4 separate regions of the Mus musculus genome follow, and all the other regions are linked to region 1. Evidence: chromatin contacts called from public Hi-C and HiChIP or PLAC-seq data. All regions are on one chromosome and are shown on one strand. Each heading gives the region's core, a stretch centred on a gene start, on an enhancer-like site or on the middle of the called end of the contact. The rest is flanking DNA. Distances are from core to core; before and after follow the strand shown. Region 1 holds the start of Higd1a (HIG1 domain family, member 1A). Region 2 holds the start of Tmem42 (transmembrane protein 42). Region 3 holds the start of Rpl14 (ribosomal protein L14). Region 4 holds the start of Kif15 (kinesin family member 15).

Region 1 (5,136 bases), core at 108-2,607:
CAATGACTGACCTATATCTGTCAGAAAGTAGAACATATTTTTATTTTTAAGTCAGCAATAACCAGATATTCAAACTTAGTTTGCTGAGCACATTATTCTGTAAGGCCAGGCATAACTACTGACACACTTTTCCAAAGGCATGGCAACCTAGAAGAGGTAAATAAGAAAATGGTTGGGCATCAGGTGATATAACAGCTGAAGACTCTTCCCAGCATGTCCCTTTGGTCCTAAGAACTATTACCTAAAATAGTAAATTTTAAATTCTGATTTTGCCTAAGTTACCTGTCAGCTTGTGCAAAATGGCTTCTCTGAGATTGTGATTCAAACGGCCAGGGGCACAACACTAGGATTTGTATCTTAAGAAGCCCTTTCAAGTTATACTGTGCAGAGAAGACCTTCTAGCACATTCCAGGAGCACCGAGAACCTTTTGAACCTGTCAAGAATTTGCATCCAAACTGTCAATTTGCAGGGGGCCTCAGTAGTCCGGGAAGCAGATTCCCGGGTAGGGATCACCCCCTCAAAGAGAGGACTGCTTTCCACCCCAGGAATAAACGAGGGAAGCAGAGAACAGAATCGAGTCACCCGGACGGCTGGCACACCTGAACCTTAGTCGTGCTTTTGTGATCTCTGCACCCCGTTCCCTTGTCAGGGGCATTCGCATTCCGCCACAGCCTTCCCTCCTCCATCCGGTGACACAGGGTCACGTAAGGTCTGCGCAAACCCCGGGTGGCGCCCGGGAAGGCCAGGCCGAGGTGCCCGAGCGCTGCGCCCTGCCTCACCTCCCACCTTCTTGTGACCTTGTCCAGACTCCTAGACCCGTGCGATCGCGCTCCCTCTCCCTCTCCTCCCACTGCTCCCGGGATCCCCGAAGCTGGCACCAGCCCGGTCCCCGTTTGCCATCGTTGCCTCCTCCGCGACTCTCGTTCCCTCGGCCACGATCCGCTCCAGAAGCTCCGGCCTCCTTCCTCCGGCTCCACATGCACTGGCCGACGGGGACCCCAAGTCCTCCGCCCACCCGAGGGACCCCCCGCCCCGCAGCCCTCGCCTCCCGCCCGGCTCCCGCTTCACTCACCGAGACGCGGGGTCCCTTCCAGTCCTGCCGGTTTCTGGCCGCCACCCGAGTGCGAGAACACCGGCTTCGCCTGCTGCGGCCACTGCTCGCCCCAGCCAATCAGAAGCCAGCAGCCGGCGAGGCCGGGCCAGAGACTCCCTTTACGTGCGAGGGGCGGTGGGCGTGGTCACTTGTAGCGCGGCGCCCATTGGCTGGGGGGCCGGCCCGGTTCGTGGCGGCGCGCGCTGTTCGTGTCAGACGTGAGGCCTGGGCGGCAGTGCTGGCGCGGTGCCGCCTGGCGGCCGCTGCCTCCCAACCCCAATTGCCTCGAGGTTCTCGCGACCGGTTCGCTGGGCTCCGCGAACGCCACGCACGCAGGCTAGACCGGCTTAGGTGAGCCGAGCGGCCCGCCCGAGCGGGAGCATGCGCCGTCGGGGCGCCTTTGGGTCCCTCCCCGGAGCTGGTGGTGGCCGGAGAGCAGTGACCTCACACATGCCTGGGGAGGAGTCTGATGGGGCAGGCAGCTTCCGGGGCGGGGCTTCGTGTGGGCTCCGGGGATGGCAGACACCGACAGCCCCACTATGGGACGTGTCTGTCCAAGACTCTCAGCGTAGCAGAACATGGCGGCCTCTGAGAGAGGTAGGCTACTGGTAGGTACTCAACTTTGAGTGACTTCAGGGAGAGGAACAATTGTCTCCTCACCCCGAATAGAGCACCAACCACGGACAAGAGAAAGGATTCCGTCTTGTCTACCCTGCCCACCCCTTGCCCCGCCAGAGGCAGCTCTGCAGAGGGCTTCTTCCCCCTTTGTGCACCGATTATATAAACTGGCAAGAGGAACCACAGTGAATCGGCTAACTTTCTAACTTCCCCATACCTCAATGTTTCTTTTCTTTGTAAACTAATTTTATTACATTTACTTGTGTGAACATTTGCTGAGGTCAGAGGACAACCTTCACCAGTCACCTCCTAATGTCTGGACCCTGGGGCTAGAACTCTGATTGTGGGATTTGGTGGCCTTTACCCAGTGAACCATCTTGTTGGGCCCTCAATACGTTTCTTGAATTTCCTGAAGGCTGGTGTAGTCTTATGAGCCACCTTCCAATAACTACATAACAGGTGTCATGACTGAATATTAAAATTTTGTATTACCATTTTATTTATTGTGGGGAGGGGCACATGTGCTATGGCAAATGTGTGGAGAGCAGAGGACAACATGAAGGGACCTGTTGTTTCCTTTGCCCACAGGTTCCAAGGATCAAACACAGGTTAAAAATTATTTGAGTTAAGTCATATGTAGGAAACATTCCATGTTATACATGATAAAACTCTATGCCTGTGGCTGGAGAGTTGTCCCAGTGATTTAAAGGCACTTGTTACTCTTCTTACAAGAGGATCCAGGTTCAGTTCCTGACACTCAACGTGAGGCTCCCAACCATCCCAACTCAGTGGAACTCAAACCCTCTTTTGACTGCTTCAGGCACCAGGCATGTATATATGATGCACATACATGTATACATGCAGGCAAGATACACATATTTTTAAAATAAAACTTTTATGGTGGTGCACACCTTTAATCCTAGTATTTAGGAGGGAGGCAGGTGGATCTCAGAGTTCAAGTCCTTCCTTGTCTACAGTACAAGTTCCAGGACAGCCAGGACTACACAGAGAAGCCCTGGTTCAAAGAACAAAAATGAAATAAAGCTTTCCATACCTTGGATATGTGGCAGCTTTGTGTCTTTGAAAGTATGTTCTTTGTATGGGTGTGCTAAACACAGCTTTGCTGAGCAGGAGTCAGTGGTGGTAAACGAAGAAAGACCTGACTAGAGAAAGCATGTTCCATAGGAGATCGGCAGTGCCCTGCTCTGAGTTTCTGCTGAGGCTGACTGAGCCTTGCCTGGAGTAACTGTTTTCTACACCAACACTTTGTTCAATTTCTAAAATCTCTTGCTAAGGCAGGATGCTTACCTGGGTAAGTAGATAACCACCAGATGTTGGACATACAGCTTATCACAAAGAACATTCAACTGTGCTGCACAGACCACAAGACATGGATGTATATACACCAATGAAAAAGCACCGTCTTATGAAGTCATCAGATTAAATCAGAACACTTGGACATACCAAAACCATATCAGAGAAACCAGGCCCACAAGCTTAGCAAACACACTAGACCAAAGAATGATGGAACTTCCTCACCTGAGTCATAGGACAAGAGGTAGTGCTGGGCGTAGTGACACTTACAGCCCCAGAACTTGGTAGTCTGAAGAGAATTGCAAGTTTGAAGCCAGCAAGACTGTGTGGTAAAACTAAAACAGGAGGACCTTGCTCTGGCATCTGACCTGTCATTGAGTCACTCTACGTTTTCCACTGTATGGATTCCTGATTCTGTTCCAGGAACTTCATCTGAGTACACCACCCTGCCTGATTTGCCCACTAGAACTATATAGGTGTCTAGAATGCTGTACCTTAAACCAGCTGTGCACCTAGGCAGCCTAGTGCTCTGAATAGCTTATTGATGATTCCTTGATGCCTAGCCGTCAGTAGTGATACTACACGAGTGCTAACTCTCTGCCTTACCCTGTAATAGGGCCTCTGAAACCCAGGATGGTCACAGCCTTTTCTTAGTAGTTCTAGGATCGGTATAATTTTGTGTGGCATGAAACGTGGAATCTGAGAGTAAGTAACTAAGATTGGAATGGAGGGCTGTGAGAGATGACTCAGTGGTTAGGGGCACTGGCTGTTCTTCCAGAGGACCAGGGTTCAAATCCTAGAATGCACGTGGCAGCTCACAACTGTTTGTAACTCTACTTCTAGAGGATCCCACACACTCACACAGACATACATGCAGGCAAACACCAGTGCACATTAAATAAAAATGAAAAGAATTAGAATGGAATAAAAGGAATTGACTGGTGGTCATGTTCCCAAATGAAATCAAGACTACTTGGTGCTTGAAGCTTATGAAATGGACATAGCTATGGCTTTATTATTATTCAATAAACTCTTGACATTATGGAAAGATATAAATGTGATTGATTATGGTATAACTTGCTTATAATATTAAAATTATCTTCATTAACCAATAATGAAGATAAACCTAAAATCATTCATCCTTTGATCCTATAAATATAAAGGTCAACACTAACAATGACCAAAGCATATTCATTTTGACAAGGAATTTGTACACTTCAGAGTACTTTAGCTAACTTGTCAGTTTCCAGAAAATGAAATATAGGCTCCTTTGGATCTGAGTGGAAGTCCCAAGTTAACACATACAAACAGTGACCCTGGACTTCTAAAAGATACCACTATTTAAAAAAACAAAACAAAACAAAACAAAACAAAAAAAACCCAGGATCTCATTGAATAACTTAGGCTGGCCTCAAACTTGCAATATTCTTGCCCCAGCCTCATTCTTGTTGGGATTCAAATGGGTCCTCCCCACGCCTGAGAAGTGACTTGCCTTTTCTGTTTATGAACTATGAGTACCAGTTGTGAATGAGGACCTCATACCTGGCATGAAAAGTGGAGATTTTGTGTGACAAGGCAGACCTCCTCCTTGGAGCCTCTGTAGAAAGTACATGTACCTATTAAACCAATTACTTACAGAAACAGGGCTGGTGTATTACCTAGGAAGTCAGGGCCAGTGAAAGGCTCAGCTCGCTGTCAAGCTGAGTGACCTGAGTTGGGACCCACATGGTGGATCAGCTCCTGGAAGTTGTTCTGTGTCTTCCACATGTATGTTGAGGCATGTGTCTTAGTCAGGGTTTCTATTCCTGCACAAACATCATGACCAAGAAGCAAGTTGGGGAGGAAAGGGTTTATTCGGCTTACACTTCCATACTGCTGTTCATCACCAAGGAAGTCAGGACTGGAACTCATGCAGGTCAGGAAGCAGGAGCTGATGCAGAGGCCATGGAGGGATGTTCTTTACTGGCTTGCCTCACCTGGCTTGCTCAGCCTGCTTTCTTATAGAACCAAGACTACCAGCCCTGAGATGGTCCCACCCACAAGGGGCCCTTCCCCCTTGATCACTAATTGAGAAAATGCCTTACAGTTGGATCTCATGGAGGCATTTCCT
Region 2 (5,228 bases), core at 735-3,234, 1.2 Mb after region 1:
AAGCTATAGGAGAAGCAGGGTCTCATGTAATCCAGGTTTGCTTTTAAACTCCCTTAAGTTCCTGATCCCCCTGCCTCTGCCTCCAAAGTCCTAGGATTTTAGTTACACACCGTCACACCCAGGCCAATCAGGTTCTGACATGGATACACAAATAATACCCTAAATCAACCCCCTAACTTTCCTTGGTTTAAATCACTAATTTTGGAAGTCATATAGCTAGACAATACACTGTTGCCCACTTTTTCTCTACAGAGCATGCATAAGATGTGTGAATTAGTTGTCTTACTTACTTACCTTACTCTGCCAGAACATGAAGGTCATTTCTGTTAATTACCTTTATAATCCGTGGGATAAAGTCTTTGACAGATGCAGCTTAGATTTGTTTTAGCTTCTCCTATCAGTTGTTGCCACACACTATCTCCATTATTAAGTGGAATAGTACAGTGAGTACCCTTGAGTCTCAACTTCCTTATCTGCAAATTGGAGTGGTTTATACCACATAGGACTAATTGGGATAATCTATTCTTTTTATTTAAAATTTAATTTTATGTATTAATGTGTATCTGTGTTCAGGTGTATATATATGTACATGAGGATAGGTGCCTTTGGAGGCCAGAAAATAGTGGAACCCCTGGAGGTATGAGGTTGGGAGGCACTTGTGGGAAGGTTGCAAGCTGCCTAACTGCTAAGCAATCTCTCCAAACCCCAGTAATCCATCCTTTTATTTCATCCACAAAACCACCCGCATGAGAAGCAAGGTAGCATGTAAGAATGTCCATGAAAAAGCTCTTTAACAGGGAATAAAGTGTTTCTTCCAAGCCCCATACATTAAATATTATTTGTATTTTATATATCAACAAAACAAGTTTTGCTGTGTAGCCCTGGCTATGTAGAGCTATTTAGAGCAGGCTGTTCTCGGACTCACAGAGATCCACTTGCCTCTGCTTCCTCATGTGTACCAACCACCACACTTAGCTCACGTTATACACTTCTACAGCTCTCCTTTAAGGAAATGTATCCCTAACATATATCCATACACACTGCCATTGACTGAATTCAGGATTTTTCATGTATTATGGAAGCACTGAGCTATAACCCCAACTCTCCTTTATTACAAAAACAAAAACTTTTTGAGAGTCTCAAAAAGTCCTTGGCTTGCTTAGTACCTCTCTGTTGGTCAGGCTGGCCTCAAACTCAGTAATTCTACCTCAGCTTCAGAAGTGCTAGGATTACGGGTGTGTGCCACCATGCCTGGCTGCCAGCCCTCTCAAGTGAGACAATGTCTCCCTAAGTTGCTCAGGATGACCATTAACTGCCTCAGCATCCTAAGCATCTGGAATTACCGACAGTAGATGACATTTTACGGTTTGTTTGGGTTTTTTTTTTTTTTGGTTGTTTTTTCAATTTTTTTGTCGTTCTCAATTACTTTACACGAACTTAGAAGTGACTGTGCTTCTGATGGTCCAGGCAGAACAAACGTTTTCCCAAACAACGTTCTGTCTCAAGCGGCCGGTCTCCAGATCCATCATCTCCTGCGTCCACGAGGGAGCAGAGGTGCTTTGAAGGTGCAGCTTGGCTTCAGGATTAGCATGTTAGGTGCGCATCCATGTAAAGTGGCAGACCTCCCCGTCTTCTCAGAAGCAGGTTCCCCTTGACTGCAGGGCTCTTTCAGAAACAAGGTTACTTCCGCCGCAGGTTCTCCTCGGAGATAAACTCCCCTCCTCCCCAAGTTCACGTCAGCAGATTCCTCTCTCACAGTAGGTACCTCTCGGTAGCACGCTTCCTTCAGTGGCGCACGGTCCTCGCTACCGGATTCCCATCCCCCAGGTTCGCCGGAGCCGCAGGCTCTCCTTAGTCGCGGGTTTGCACACGCTGCAGGGTATGGGCTCCAGATTCCTTTCATTTGTAGGCTCGGCTCGGCTCGGCTCCGGACTCCACTGCAGCAGATTCGCCTCACTCGCCTGGCTCCGCCCTAGCCGGGCTCACGGCGGGTGGCGGCGTGCGTGGCAGTCGGCCGTGGCGGGCGCAGCGGGCCTCATGGCGGCCGGTCCGCAGTCCTCGGGTGCCGCCGTGTCTGCGGCCGCTTACCCTGACTCACCCGTGGAGTTACCCGCTCGCCTACAGAAAGGCGCGATGCGGCGCCGCTTCTGGGGCGTGTTCAACTGTCTGTGCGCCGGGGCGTTCGGGGCTCTGGCCGCCGCCGCCGCCAAGCTGGCCTTCGGGAGCCAGGTGCAGCCCGGGGCGCCACGCGGGGGCGGGGCGGGGGGAGGGCGGGGCGGGGGGAGGGCGGGGCGGGGGGAGGGCGGGGCGGGGGAGGGCGGGGCGGGGCGGGGAGGAGGGCGGCTTAACCTGGGTTCCCGCCTGCGCCCATGTTGGACCACCTGGTTTTAGGCACTGCCTCCTGGGGGAGGACCTCGAAGCCCACCTCTCAGTTTAAGTCCCCTTGCCATAGCTTTTTTAGCACGTGACACCTAAGGTGAGATAACCGGTTGCCCATCTCTTCCTGTCCTTGGCAAGAGTTCGGACTGAGCGCCTGCGGAGCTTCTGCATCAGAGAATTCGATCCTGACCTGAACAGGGGACTGCTTGATATAGATTTCTGGCGACTTACAGTCCTTTTGTAAAGTCATATCTTTCCAGAAGGCTACTCAGCTACAAGAAATTTGAGGTCTTCGTGGAAGATAACCCTGCCCCCTGTCTGCAGGCAAATTCCTCTGCCTATCAGTCAGGGTCCGCATATGCTTTGTATGAGACGTGTAAACATCTCCCAGTCTTTCAAGGTTATGCCCATGGTGGTTGTAGCTCAGTGACACTTTCTCCTGCAGGTCAATATTGGCTTATGTGTCTTAGGCATCGTTGCCATGGCAAGCGCCAATTCTCTGATGTGGACCTTCTTTAGCCGGGGCCTCAGTTTCTCTATGTCTTCAGCCATTGCATCTGTCACAGTGACTTTCTCGAACATACTTTGCTCGGTGAGTAGCCTGGTGACCTTGTTCTTAGGGTTCTTGGTGAGTTAGTTGTCCTTGGGAAACCCCTGATTTTCCAGGCTCTAGAAAGGACAGGGAGTAAAACAAAAGTTGGGCTGTCTCCAGGCAAGGAACAGTTAAACATGGAAAACTTAGGAGTGAAACCTATGTCACTCTGGGATAACACCAGCTATCTCAATCAAGAACTCTAACATTAGCTATGGGGTCTAGGGGGTCTGGTCAAGGGAACCCAGTCTTGAATTGGAAGACAGCTTAACTTGGGTTTATGATTACTGGGTACTAGCTATGTCCGTACTGGCCCTACCTGCTAGCCTGCTGAGCCTCAGTGCTCAGCTGGGGTGGTAACCTCTTACGTCCACAGAGGAGACAGAAATACGTGGATTGATCATGAAGGTGGTTGCTGGATGCAAAGCACCAGACTTTGGCCTCTAGCCCCTCAGGAAGAAATCAGCCAAGGAATGGTGGAGCCTACCAGGGTAGGCCAGGTCCCTTACAGCTGTCTCTTCCACAGGCCATCTTAGGCTACCTGCTGTATGGAGAGTGCCAGGAGATCTTATGGTGGGGAGGGGTGTTCCTCATCCTCTGTGGGCTCACCCTGATCCACAGGAAGTTTCCACCCACCTGGAAGGAGAGCAAGGAGCAGTGAGGCCAGTCGGTGGATAGACCAGACCCACTGTAAAGAGAACCATGATACCCAGCCAAGGGTTGACAAGTTGGGCTGCTTCCAGGGCGGCCTGGGAGTGCAGCCCTTAAGTGTCAGCCACATGGAGATGGTGGACCAGCCACTGGCCTCTGACCTCCTCACAGCCTGGAAAGTTAAAGCATTAGCTCCTGTAAGGGGAAGCTAACCACCACAGTATGAGGCCCAAGTCCTTCAGTGTTGGTATAGTGCCTTGATTCTTGTGCACCAGGGAATATTGGAAGACTCTGTGATCATGGGTTACACAGCAACATGGCAGGTACCTGAAAAAAACAAAAAACATGTGATTAGAATCCTGCCCTTCATGTACCCCAGCACTGGCAGTTGGCTTTCTGAAAAAACAAACAAACAAACAACAAAAAAAAAACAACTTGATGTGTCATGCCTCAGGTGGTCCGTGATGCCTATGAATCCACAGCAAAAGAAGGGAACGTGGGCTAATAAACACTTGTAAGCTAAAGCTACTGGATATGGAATTTGAGGGTTTTTTTCCAACGTGGAGGTAAGGGCCTGCACCCAGGTAGGTGAGTTCTCAGAATTGGGGTAGTGGGGTAGTGAGTACAAATGGAGATTTTCTCCATATTCATCTGGACAGGTGACAGGAAGAGCTTGCCGACACAGATCCACTGCTTCTGCTAACTGCGACCAAACCTCTCACACTCCTACAGTAGTTCCTCTCTTCATATCTCCTCTGTCCCTACATACTTGAATCCCCGCCAAACAGCTAGCATGGGAAGGTTTGCAGGTCCGTAAGGTCCGGTTCCGCTGTGTGCTTCTGTGCTGTGTGCTTCTGTGTTTGCCCTCCCCTCTGCCCCGCACTCTCTTACTTGCCCCGCTCCTGGCAACAGTCTCTGCTCCTAGGTCTAAACTCCTTTAAACTCTCAAGGGGTTCAGGACAAAAACAAACAAACAAAAAACCAAAACCATCCTGACCACTCCATGAGGAAGATGTTTTAGGTGAAACCAAGTCTCGGGGGCCAGTGGAGTGACTTGTCCAACACTCAGCTAACAAGTGCTAGAGCGATAGTCAGCCCTGCCTTCTTTCTCTAAGCCTCATTCCTTTTTCTTTTTTCTTTTTTTTTTTTTGGTTTTTCAAGACAGGGTTTCTCTGTGTAGCCCTGGCTGTCCTGGAACTCACTTTGTAGATCAGGCTGGCCTCAAACTCAGAAATCTGCCTGCCTCTGCCTCCCAAGTGCTAGGGCGACTTTCAGCCCTGCCTTCTTTCTCTAAGCCTCATTCTTTTTCTCTTTTTTTTTTTAAGATGTATTTACTTATTATATGTAAGTACACTGTAGCTGTCTTCAGACACAGCACAAGAGAGCATCAGGTTTCATTATGGATGGTTGTGAGTCATCATGTGGTTGCTGGGATTTCAACTCATGACCTTCAGAAGAGCAGTCGGAGCTCTTAATCACTGAGCCATCTCTCCAGCCCTAAGCCTCCTTCTTAATCCTCATCACTGATCACTGCCTCACTCTCACAGCAGCAAATCAAGGCCAGAGACACTAAAGAAACTGTCCCACATTGTACCAAGTCTCAAAA
Region 3 (4,990 bases), core at 308-2,807, 1.3 Mb before region 1:
GAGTTGCAGGTGGCAAGGATTCTCCGTCCCTCTTGTCTGGAACATCTTTTCACTGAGCTCTCGGCATCTGTCCTGACTGAGAGCTTTTCCTTGGGATTCCTCACTCAGTACCGCTTCACTCTTCAGCAAAAGCAGACTCGTTAGGATGAGGAATTTATTGAGAGAGGCTGGCAGCTCATAATCTTCTGTTAACTCCTGTTCCAGAGGATGTGATGCCCTCTCCTGGCCTCTGCAGGTACTAAGTTTGTTTGCGCTTGGTGCTCACAAACACCCATACACATAAAATAAAATAAAATAAAATAAAATAAAATAAAATAAAATGTCTGAAATGGGGTTCGTTCAGAGCCACAGAGATGACTAGCAGTTGAATGCTTTCTTGAGTTCTGTTTCCAGCTCATTCATAGCTCTAGCTTTAATGGCCTCCAAGGGGACTATTCCTCCACACACATAAAAGAGTATGTAAAGTGCTTAATGTTGTAAAGGCCTGAATTTGGATCCCCATCACACACATGAAGAGTTAGGAAGAGTTAGGATCGATGGCCTGCAGTGGTCATCCTGGGGAGGTAGAGACAAGTGTGCCCCTGGGGCTCAGTGACCAGCATGCCTATCTGAACTGGCAAACTCTGGGTTCAGTGAGAGGCTGTCTCATAAAGACCGGAAGAAGAGTGACTGAGGAAGGCACCCAGTGTGCTCCTTTGCTCTTGTTTACTTGACACAGCTAGGGTCCTCTGGGAGGAGGGAGCCCCACTTGGAGGAATGCCTCCATAAGAGGCATATCTGTGAAATATATTCCCTTTCCCCCGCCCGCCTCCCCCCACCCCCCGGCCTATTTATTATATGTAAGTACACTGTAGCTGTCTTCAGACACCCCAGAAGAGGGCGTCAGATCTCACTACAGATGGTTGTGAGCCACCATATGATTGTTGGGATTTGAACTCAGGACCTCTGGAAGCGCAGTCAGTGCTCTTAACAGCTGAGTCATCTCTCCAGCCCTGTGTCTTTGGACTTTTAAGACAATGTCTCAGTATGTCTCCTTGGTAGGGGAAGCGGCCTTAAATCCAGATTTGCTTCCGCCTCTGCCTCCCGAGGGCTGGGATTAAGGGCGAGCGCCAGCACCCTCGGCTGTGTCTTAATTATATCCTGTGTATACAGAAGAAAAGGGAAGTGGGCTGGGGACAGACAGTTCATCCTATGAGTCCTTCCTATCCCTAAAGTTCTCAGGAGTGACCGCCCTGTCATGCCAACATTTGGGAGACTGAGGCAGGAGCATTGCTGCGAGCGAGCCTGCTTGGATTATACAGTGTGGAAGGCCTACACTAAAAGGCCTTGTCCCCAAAATCCCAAACCCAAACAAAATAGAAAGGAGAAATTACAACGCCAAGCTCACTGCACGTGTCTGAGGAGAAGCAGTCCATAGAGAGCCGGAACCGCCATGTCATAACCCAGTGAGCATGCGTAAAAGCACGCACGTTTCCCCGTCGACCAATCGGTGGGCACGCTGGACGTCGGGGGCGGGGCTTCTGCCGACACATGCGCACGGCAGGGCGGGCCCTCTCTCTTCTCGCTGAGCGCCGCCAACATGGTGAGTGTGTGTGCCGAGAGCTCCGAGTGCGGCCGTCGCGACGCCCGTCTTCTGCCCCGGGCGGGGGAGCCCCGGCGTGGAGTGGCTCTGCGCGACCCGGCCAGCGCGTGGGGAGGCAGCGGGGCGTGGAACCCAGCCCGCAGGGAGCGCGGCTCGCGTGGACCGCACTACCGGGGCCACGCGTGCGCAGTGGCGGGAGTGGCTGGGCCTGAGGTCCGGGGATGGCGGCGCTGCTGCGGCCTCGGACCTGCCCGGCGGCCTGGCTCCTCATGAGCTCCCTTCAGTTCTTTTTCTCCGGAAAAAGCGAACCGGGGAGTGGTTCAGTGGATTGAACGATGAATTAATTGTATGAGAACTAAAGGAGTATCAAACATGGGTAAGAGCGGATCCAGGGAGCTCGTGTGCTGGGAAAGTGGCCACGGGATACTTGAAGTTAAAAAATGCTGGCTACTAAGTTCAAACTCGTCTCCCAGGGCGGCCCCGAGCCCTGTGTTGCCGGTAAGCAGCGGACTTGGAATATTTAAAGCCAACCCTTGTTTCTTTTCCTGTTTTAGGTGTTCAGGCGTTACGTGGAGGTTGGCCGGGTGGCCTACATTTCCTTCGGGCCCCATGCTGGAAAGCTGGTCGCAATTGTAGATGTCATTGATCAGAACAGGGTACGTGTGGGACGGAGTATTTTACAATCTTTATTTAACGTGGCCGTAAGATCGACAGCACCGTAGATGTTACTCAGGGTAGCTAGAGTGGTCCTTGGGTGGAGTTCTTTAGATTACAGGTTTACCATTGAGGAAACACTGGCCACGGAGTTTGAAGCACTGGGTAGAGTTAGCTCATCTTACAGCACTAATTCACCGGGTAAACGAGGCAGGCAAATGCAGGTGAGTTTAAATGAGGTAACTGAGAAGACTTCAGTGAGCTGGAGGTGCGGCTCTGTTGGTAGAGTGCTTGCTAGAGTCCCTGGATTCTAAAGATAGATGTGGCTCCTGCTACCTCAGGCTCTGGGAGGATAAGGTAGGAGAAGCAGGAGTTTGCCACTAGCCTGGGCTGCTTGACCTTGTCTGAAAATACCACAGTGGAGGCTTTTAGGATACTGGGTTCACAAACGTGCATTTTCTTCATTTGAATGGTAATGTACATTTCGTCCAGAAAGGGCTAGAAATTACGTAGAGGTTACAGCCATCTTGAACTTTAGATGCCTGTCTGAGGTCCTTGATTTTGTATCCTAGGCTTTAGTGGATGGACCCTGTACTCGGGTGAGGAGGCAGGCCATGCCCTTCAAATGCATGCAGCTCACTGACTTCATCCTCAAGTTCCCACACAGGTAACACCTTGTTCTAAGTTGCTTTTCAGTTTGGTGCCACAGTCTATATATACACGGATAATACAGATGGTTTGGAGCCAACCAAGGAAAGGGGCCTATATCTAACAAACAGACTTACTGACTTAAAATTGCCCAGGTCGTTTTGCCATTATGAAGTTCCTGTTTGGGTCCCGTGTCTCCCCCCCCCCCACACACACACACACACAATAAGTTCCGTGAAAATGTCTGCTCTCATATATCCAAATTGGCCCCAAATTTGCAGTCTTCTGGTCTGAGTCACCTTAGTGATGGGGTTTGTTGTGTTTTAGAGGGGTGCAGATTAAGACTGTCCTGCAGCACTGTGTGGTTGTCATCAGCAATGATTGGTACAATGAAGCACCTGCTGTAATGAGCCACCACAGAGTGGATTTAACCTGGGTGGTCTCTGAGACAGATGCCAACTGAGGGGTGCTGGTGGAGTGGTTATGGTCACCATGTACCGGAGTGACTACAGGTGAATCTAGGGTTCACCGAAGCGCAGAAGTTTTTAGTGGTTAAGAAACTTAGCCAAGTTAATGTGCAAAATATAGCAGGTGTAAGGAGCAGCTTTTGTTATTTACAAAGGGACATGGTTTTATGCACACGTGTGAGCAGTGGTAAGTGTACTTTGAAATATTTTTTTGACATGACCTACCATAAAGCTGATTGAGTAATATGTGACTTGATCTTCATAGTGCCCGCCAGAAGTATGTCCGAAAAGCTTGGGAGAAGGCGGATATCAATACGAAATGGGCAGCCACAAGATGGGCCAAGAAAATTGATGCCAGAGAAAGGGTAAAGGCACAAAGCTTTGAGTTCTGGAGGGCGGGATGTGCTTGAGATGTCAGGGGAGATCAGTTGAGTTTTGTTTTTCTTTTAACAGAAAGCCAAGATGACAGACTTTGATCGTTTCAAGGTCATGAAGGCAAAGAAAATGGTAAGTCTTCAGATGTACATTTATATTGGCTGTAGGGTAATGAGGGAAGAGTAGCCAGTCCCTATTTTGTGGTGTTGTGTGTAATTGATGTTTATAGCTCTTGATAGGTTAGGGCCAGCAAGATTGCTCAGGGTAAAAGTAGCTGGCTTAATGACCAAATGAGTCTTGGAAATAATCTCTCTATAGTTTATGTGTGTGGAAGCAGTTTAATTTCTAACAATGGACATAAGGCGTATTGTTGTGTGAGTGTAGCAAGTGCTCTTCTGTGTTTTTTCAGAGGAACAGAATAATCAAGACTGAAGTAAAGAAACTTCAAAGAGCTGCTATCCTGAAAGCTTCTCCCAAAAAAGCAGCTGTGGCCAAAGCTGCCATTGCGGCGGCTGCAGCTGCTGCTGCTGCTAAAGCTAAAGTCCCAGCCAAGAAGGCCACAGGACCAGGCAAGAAGGCTGCAGGCCAGAAGGCTCCTGCTCAGAAGGCTGCAGGCCAGAAGGCAGCACCTCCTGCTAAAGGTCAGAAGGGTCAGAAGACCCCAGCCCAGAAAGCACCTGCTCCAAAGGCGGCTGGCAAGAAAGCGTGAGGCTACACAGAATAATAAAGGTTCTTTTTGACGGTGGTAAATCTCATGTGTGGACTCTAAGCTTGTCGCCAAGTGGGAAATAGACTGGTGGGATTGTAGATAGGATGGGCTACTTAAACTCATTCTACCCAGGCCTTAGTACTTAGCATACAGCCAGAGTCAAACTGATCCTTTATACAGGGGGTACCATGACAGTACAACAGTGTCGTTAACCCTAACAAATAAATTTCCCACCAACGGGTGGAATTCCTTCATTTTGATGAACCATAGTCGAGTATAATTGTTGAAAGATACGTGGGGCTGGGCTTGCCTGCCTCGCATGTGTGATACATTTGGCATTTCTTCTCTTTCCACAGCATGATTTTGATAATTTTGGATTATAAAACAGGCTTTGAATATTTCTAGGAAAGTGGATGATTGGAGAGAATCTTGGTCCTCACAAAGGGTGGACTCCTGAAAAGCAGGAAGTGTTATTTGTGAGAAGTGGGGGTGGATTACTTGCAGGGTTATTCCCAGCACACTGGGTGCTTTTGAGTCTTGTTGTCCACAGTTTAC
Region 4 (5,741 bases), core at 2,040-4,539, 1.1 Mb after region 1:
TTTCTGAGTTCTTCTGCAATGAACATGTAGTACAGTGTCACTTGAAGATGGAGCAAAAGCAGTATTTTTAAAAACAGGAAACCAAGTCCACAATATTCATATTTACTCATTTTCATCTTCACTGTCAAAAGAAAGGAGACTGCTATTTTTTATTTGTTTTTGTGAGTTCTTTCTAACTGAACTTTGCTTATTTACATCATCTTCATTGGTTTTCTTCTTTTTGGAGCTTGCTGTTAAACCTGAACACTTTTCATCTGAGGAACGCTTAACTGGTTTTCGATAAACTATTCTTCCATCAGCTGGAGGTGGTTCTTCATCTGTGATGAAAAAGATAAATTGAAGCATTTTTTTTCTCTTTATTTTGCTGTTAACAAAGAGTCTAATGACAAGAAAATCTTATTCTGTACTTAACGATGTCTTTGAATCAATTTGGTCTGGTCTTCTCTATTGCTTTTAGTTATAACCCCCCCCCCCCCAGCACATGCAGTCACTCAATAAAAACTCACTAAAGTTTTCCATAATATTTAGTCCCCATCTGATTACAGTGAAGATGAAGAGGCCTGCACTTAGACCTCATGTATGCTCTACTATTGAGCTGTATTTCCAGCTCATAAGGTTGTATTTTTGAATTGTTTGGAACCACAGTATTTTTCCATAAAACAATGCAATAGGAATAATACAAGTATTATACAAAGCCGGGTGTGGTGGCGCACGGCTTTAATCCCAGCACTCAGCAGGCAGAGACAGGCAGATTTCTAAGTTCGAGGCCAGCCTGGTTTACAAAGTGAGTTCCAGGACAGCCAGGGCTACACAGAGAAACCCTGTCTCGAACCCCCCCCCCCCCAAAAAAAAAAAACCTCCAAAAACCAAGTACTATACATAACACAGTATACTTCAGGCACTAATTACACAGATATCTATTGACTGGTTGGCCTATTTTAGCAATAGGATACTTTATACAGTACACTAAGGTCAGTCTACTTATTTTCTATTTCACTGAAGTGATACTTGAGGCACAGAGTGAAATCACTTGCTCAAGGTTACACATCTGGTACAAAAGCTAATGCTTGAACCAAAGGCTTTCTTCAAACCATTCTATTCAATTAAAAAAATCAGATTATTTTAGGATATACCTGTTTTGGCAGCCTTTATTTCTGCTTTAATTTTCATGACCTCTTCAGCTGTTAGGTCTCCCTTTTTTAAAACCACTACTTGAGGCTGTTCATCTTCTTTGTCACTGTGATTGCCATCTTCATCTGGGAGCTGAGGCTGGATTTTCTACAGAAAATGTTTGATAATCTTTAACCAAACACTGCCATTGTGAGCAACTGTAATTTTTAAAGTGAAGTGGGCTGGGCAGTGGTTGTGTATACCTTTAATCCTAGCACTCAGGAGGCAGAGGCAGACCGATCTCTGTGAGTTTGAGGCCAGCCTGGTCTACACAGTGATTTCCAGGCCAGCCAAGACTACAAAGAGAAACCCTGTCTTGATAACAAAACAAACAAACAAGCAAAACTAGAACAAAAGCAAAATGGATAATGATCCTTGAAATGAATAGAAGATAAAATTTTAATTAAAAATAAACTCCAAAGAGTTTATTTTTACTATACCAGAAAACAGAAACTGGGAAACTTCTCCAGTGGGATTAATTTCTATCTAGACTATTGAAGGCAGTGCCACATCATCTTGCTTCCTCTTTTCTAATCAATATTTTTCATCCCTGTCTTGTCTGGATTTGATAAAACAACAACAACAAAAACCAACAAAACACCAACAACCTGACTTTACCATCCAAGCCACAAAAGTACAGAAAATAACAGGAAAATTATATTTTCCCCTACCTCTGCTCATTTGATATACTAACAGCTTCAGTTTTGTAGATATCTTTGTTTGTTTTTCAAGACAGGGTTTCCTCTGTTTAGCCTTCATTGCCCTGCAACTCCATTTGTAGATCAGGCTGGTCTGGAAGTCAGAGATCTGCCTGCTTCTTCATTCTGAGTTCTAGGATTCAAAGACATGTGCCACCACTGCCCAGCAGATACTATTAGCTGCTATTCAAGGACACACAAATAGTTATATAAAAGGTTTTGTACATAAACAATACTGTACATAATTGTTTAACTTTTGAAATTTATCAAACAGAAACCTAGTACTCACTGTACAAATGTAACAATTATATTTTGTCAGCTAAGTCAAAACATTTCTACTTTTTAACTAAGAAAGGTTTTGCATACTTTGAGATAAATACAGAATTATCTCATTTTTCAAGCAACTGTCTAATATTTAATTTTGGGCAGTCATCTTATGGGGAATACCCTGCATGACTTGGCCTTTGCCCACTACTATATTTTATCCCATGTAACTTTCACAGCTTCTAAGAGTCTAGACAACTAAGTTTGAGTACTCAACTGTCCATTATGTCTGTCTTTTTTTCTCAAACTGTGTCTAGGATGCTCCAGGCCATCTCTTACATAGCTAGCCCTCAAAACTAAAGAATCCCTAGATGCGCTTTTGAACACAACTGCATGTCCTCTTGTTTGACCTGTGCATAGCTTCTCGGCAGCAAGAACGCATTGTGTTTTCAATGTTACCTTCATTAGACAACCCCCTTTGAGAAGTACTGTTTCATTTCCCTATCTTGAGACACACAGCTTGGTAAACAGCAGGGGTTCTACTAGTCCTGGCTGATTCCTTCAAAGACTCCTGATTCGAGTCGTTTAATCAAGTGGCTTCGGTCTCCTTATCTGAAAAAGGGGACGACGCTGTCAATCACCTTGCTCAGGTAAAGTGAGATCCGCAAGTAAGAAAGGACAGAAAAGCTGTCTAGACTAGCTACTAGGGCTAGGTCGTTTTCAAGAATAGCACCCTGCAAGTAAGAATTCCTGGACCCGAGAGGCCAGACCTGGGGTCCGGCTGGTCGCGAGTGAGGGACCTGTCAGTTACGTCGGCACCGAGGAGCCGGAAGTGGGGTGGAGATAGAGGGTCTGACTCGGGGCGACTCCCGCGGCCTCACCTTGGTCTCTACGGTGGGCCCCTCCTTGTAGCCGACTCTCTCTTTGAAGCGGGACAGGAAGGCGGGCTCTGCGGGCCGCACATAGGACACTTGGTTCCGCTTGCTCATGGTAGTTCTGGTTCTGACCAACAATAAATAGCACTCGGCAGACTTGGCAGGGTACAAAGTGTCTGTCGCCCGCGCGGACTTCTGACGTAGACCGTGTTAGTGACGCCATCCGACCACGCCCAGGAGGCGTGGTCCGTTGGGGCGCCAAATTCAAATCTGCGGCCATCTTGAAGGGAGGATTCTGGTGGTCCTGGCGTAAGCGAATCTCGGACGGGGTCGCCATGGCCCCCGGCTGCAAATGTAAGTTGCGAGCCTGCCTGGTGAACTCATCGCCGCTGGCAGATGCCGGTGCTACGGGGCGTCACCTCTTAGGGCGCCCCGCGAGGGCGACGACGGCACACGCAGTGGGAACCCGAGTTCCTCACGGAGCGCGGGCGTCCCGCCTCGGCCACCCTACACCCGAGCGCTCTTCTCTGTGCATGGGACCCTGCTGTTTCCTTGCTGGCTTCTGGTGTCCTGAGGGCGGCCCTTGCGCTGCACTTGATGCTTGATTACCTATTTCTGCCTTTTTTGAAGGGAAGGGATTTGTGTTCCCTTCGGTGGCCTACCCTCAGAGGAGGGAACTTTAAAGCGAATTGCAACGGTCCCTTTACAACAGTTCCCATTCTTCATGCAAGACTTCATGAGTTCCTGAAACCAGAACTGTATCTTAGTACAGAACCCTATAGATAATGTGCTCTGTAAACTAAGTGTACTAAGATTAGCTAATACTAAAATACCTCAATTATAGTAATAGACAGTAATAGTTATTTGAAAGTAGTCTTTGCCTCAATTATAGTAATAGACAGTAATAGTTATTTGAAAGTAGTCTTTGACATAGTGTCTTATTATACCGGTCTTTTATCCTATGAGATTCTACGGTGTCTACTTGCTGAGAGAAATTCTGTAGACAGTATGACAGAGTTAGTATCCAAAAGTCACTTGAACACAAGCATTGTGATATAGCCACTTGATCTAATAACAAATGGCTGAGACTGTTAGGAGAGTAGTGTTTATAGTACCTGGCTAAAAAGAGTTGTGTAGCATGAGGCTTTATATTGAGACCTTGTTTAAAAAAAAAAAAAAAAAAAGGCTTAGAAATTGTTTCATTCTGAATTTTCTATTTAGTTGTTTTAGATTGTGATTGATGGCTGAGGAAAAAAACATAGAAAAAAGAAGTGCAGATTATGAGTAGACTAATATATATATTAATCTGTTTTCATCACAAAGAGATTGATTTAATCCCCCACTTCCAACGTATATGAGTGCCACCTCTTATATTGCCTATTATCTTTCTTAAATTATTTTTAATTATTGGTGTGTATGTGAGTGCACATGCATGTGTATATGTGTGCACAGCTGCGAGTGTAGTTTGTGTGTAGGTTGCTTGTGTGGGTGAAGATGGCCGTGGAGTGGTTGGATACTCTAGAGCTAGCATTATGAGTGGTTGTGAGCTTCTGAATATGGGTGCTGGCATGTGTGGTTTTTTTTTTTTTCCTTTGTTTTTCGGCTGATTATAAGATTTGAGAATAAAATGAGATACTTGAGAAAATTGTGAAATTATACATTTGAAATTTACAATAGTGTTCATGTTTGTAGCTCTTTGTCAATTGTTATTGTTTCCTGATGAATTGTTTTAGTAACCCTTTAAGTCTATTACACTGATATTTGAACAGCTCTGTGTGATCTTTTCCTCTATTTAAAGTAGCCTGTCTCCTCTACCTCTTCAGCAGTAAGAGAATTTAAGCGTACAAACTAGTACATGATAGAGCTTAAATTCTTTTTAAAATCTAGGCTCGTCTTAAGGTTTCTGTGAAGCCAGACAGGGCCTGGAGCTTCTGATCCTCAGGATTTCACCTCCCAAGTGCTAGGACAGCGATAGCCTTGTAGTCAGTCAGTAACTCCTTCGGCCTCAGCCAGTCTTCTGATTTCTACCCTCACCGATTAGTTTTACCTATTCTTGAAGCTCATGAGCATGGTACATATATTCTTTTTCTTGTTGTAGTAACTGTCCTGACACTTTGTGCCTGTGGGCACATGATAGGCAGCAGCAGCTATCACTGCTGTTTAGTGTTGTACTAGGTAAGCATGTTACAACTTGTTCTCCTTTTGATTGCCCTTTAGTTCACTCTTTTTTTTTTTTGAACTTGGGTTTCTAAGTTGAATTATCATGAGTAAAACACCTATGAATAGTGTTTAACATGTTTCTAGGCAGACACAAAAATGACCTCAAAGTTGAAAAAGATGTACAGTGAATGTATACAGAGGATTTCCTTGTAAAGCCACAACTTTATGATAGCCTCATAATAAGACTTTATACTTTAACCTTGGGTCAACAGATAGTATAGTGAGGTGGCTGATGGTAGGAAATAAGAATTCCAGAATGCCTGTGTTCAAGTCCTAGCATTTCTCAATACATCTTTTCAGGTTTCAGGAATTATACCAGAGCTGCCTACTTCTCTGAAGTTTGTTTGCTTGTTTGTTTGTTTTTTAAGACAAAATCTCTGCATAGTTTCCGACATCCTGGTACTTGGTTTATAAACCAGACTGACCTCTAACTCTGAGATCCTCCTTCCTCTGCCTCTGAGGTGGTCAGTTTCAAGCCATGCACCAGAGGCCTCTTCCCTGAAACTCTTCACTG

What was found. Hi-C and Micro-C count contacts between places; a contact is called where the count stands out from the background. HiChIP or PLAC-seq counts read pairs in DNA pulled down with a chosen protein or histone mark.
Region 2: a contact with region 1 is called in an H3K27ac HiChIP or PLAC-seq map of extraembryonic endoderm stem cells, with 6 times the contacts expected there. The contact joins the promoter of Tmem42 here to the promoter of Higd1a in region 1. A contact is called at or near these places in 1 of 39 promoter capture datasets (embryonic stem cells), 1 of 484 Hi-C or Micro-C datasets (embryonic stem cells) and 2 of 115 datasets of contacts at active chromatin or transcription factors (embryonic stem cells and extraembryonic endoderm stem cells).
Region 3: a contact with region 1 is called in a Hi-C map of muscle stem cells, with 7 times the contacts expected there. The contact joins the promoter of Rpl14 here to the promoter of Higd1a in region 1. A contact is called at or near these places in 6 of 39 promoter capture datasets (the 3T3-L1 cell line, the HPC-7 cell line, erythroid cells and 2 more), 2 of 484 Hi-C or Micro-C datasets (CD4 T cells and muscle stem cells), 2 of 115 datasets of contacts at active chromatin or transcription factors (astrocytes and embryonic forebrain) and 1 of 9 other capture datasets (adipose tissue).
Region 4: an H3K27ac HiChIP or PLAC-seq map of embryonic stem cells shows a contact between it and region 1, with 7 times the contacts expected there. The contact joins the promoter of Kif15 here to the promoter of Higd1a in region 1. A contact is called at or near these places in 1 of 39 promoter capture datasets (stem cell-derived epiblast-like cells), 1 of 484 Hi-C or Micro-C datasets (erythroblasts) and 3 of 115 datasets of contacts at active chromatin or transcription factors (embryonic stem cells and extraembryonic endoderm stem cells).

Annotation. Positions count from the first base shown.
Region 1 is chr9:121,856,439-121,861,574 of GRCm38.p6, forward strand. It overlaps Higd1a (HIG1 domain family, member 1A), which reads right to left and starts at 1,358. Exons shown (of 4, transcript NM_019814.5): 1 at 1,074-1,358. Gm47112 (predicted gene, 47112) reads left to right here and starts at 1,309. Exons shown (of 1, transcript NR_168944.1): 1 at 1,309-2,770.
Region 2 is chr9:123,019,342-123,024,569 of GRCm38.p6, forward strand. Tmem42 (transmembrane protein 42) reads left to right here and starts at 1,985. Exons shown (of 3, transcript NM_025339.4): 1 at 1,985-2,229; 2 at 2,825-2,971; 3 at 3,498-4,150. The coding sequence starts at 2,038. The coding sequence ends at 3,632.
Region 3 is chr9:120,569,960-120,574,949 of GRCm38.p6, forward strand. Rpl14 (ribosomal protein L14) reads left to right here and starts at 1,558. Exons shown (of 6, transcript NM_025974.2): 1 at 1,558-1,582; 2 at 2,137-2,238; 3 at 2,809-2,903; 4 at 3,617-3,716; 5 at 3,805-3,858; 6 at 4,136-4,694. The coding sequence starts at 1,580. The coding sequence ends at 4,435.
Region 4 is chr9:122,947,792-122,953,532 of GRCm38.p6, forward strand. Kif15 (kinesin family member 15) reads left to right here and starts at 3,290. Exons shown (of 35, transcript NM_010620.1): 1 at 3,290-3,361. The coding sequence starts at 3,343. 1110059G10Rik (RIKEN cDNA 1110059G10 gene) reads right to left here and starts at 3,209. Exons shown (of 3, transcript NM_025419.4): 1 at 3,014-3,209; 2 at 1,134-1,278; 3 at 1-317. The coding sequence starts at 3,121. The coding sequence ends at 103.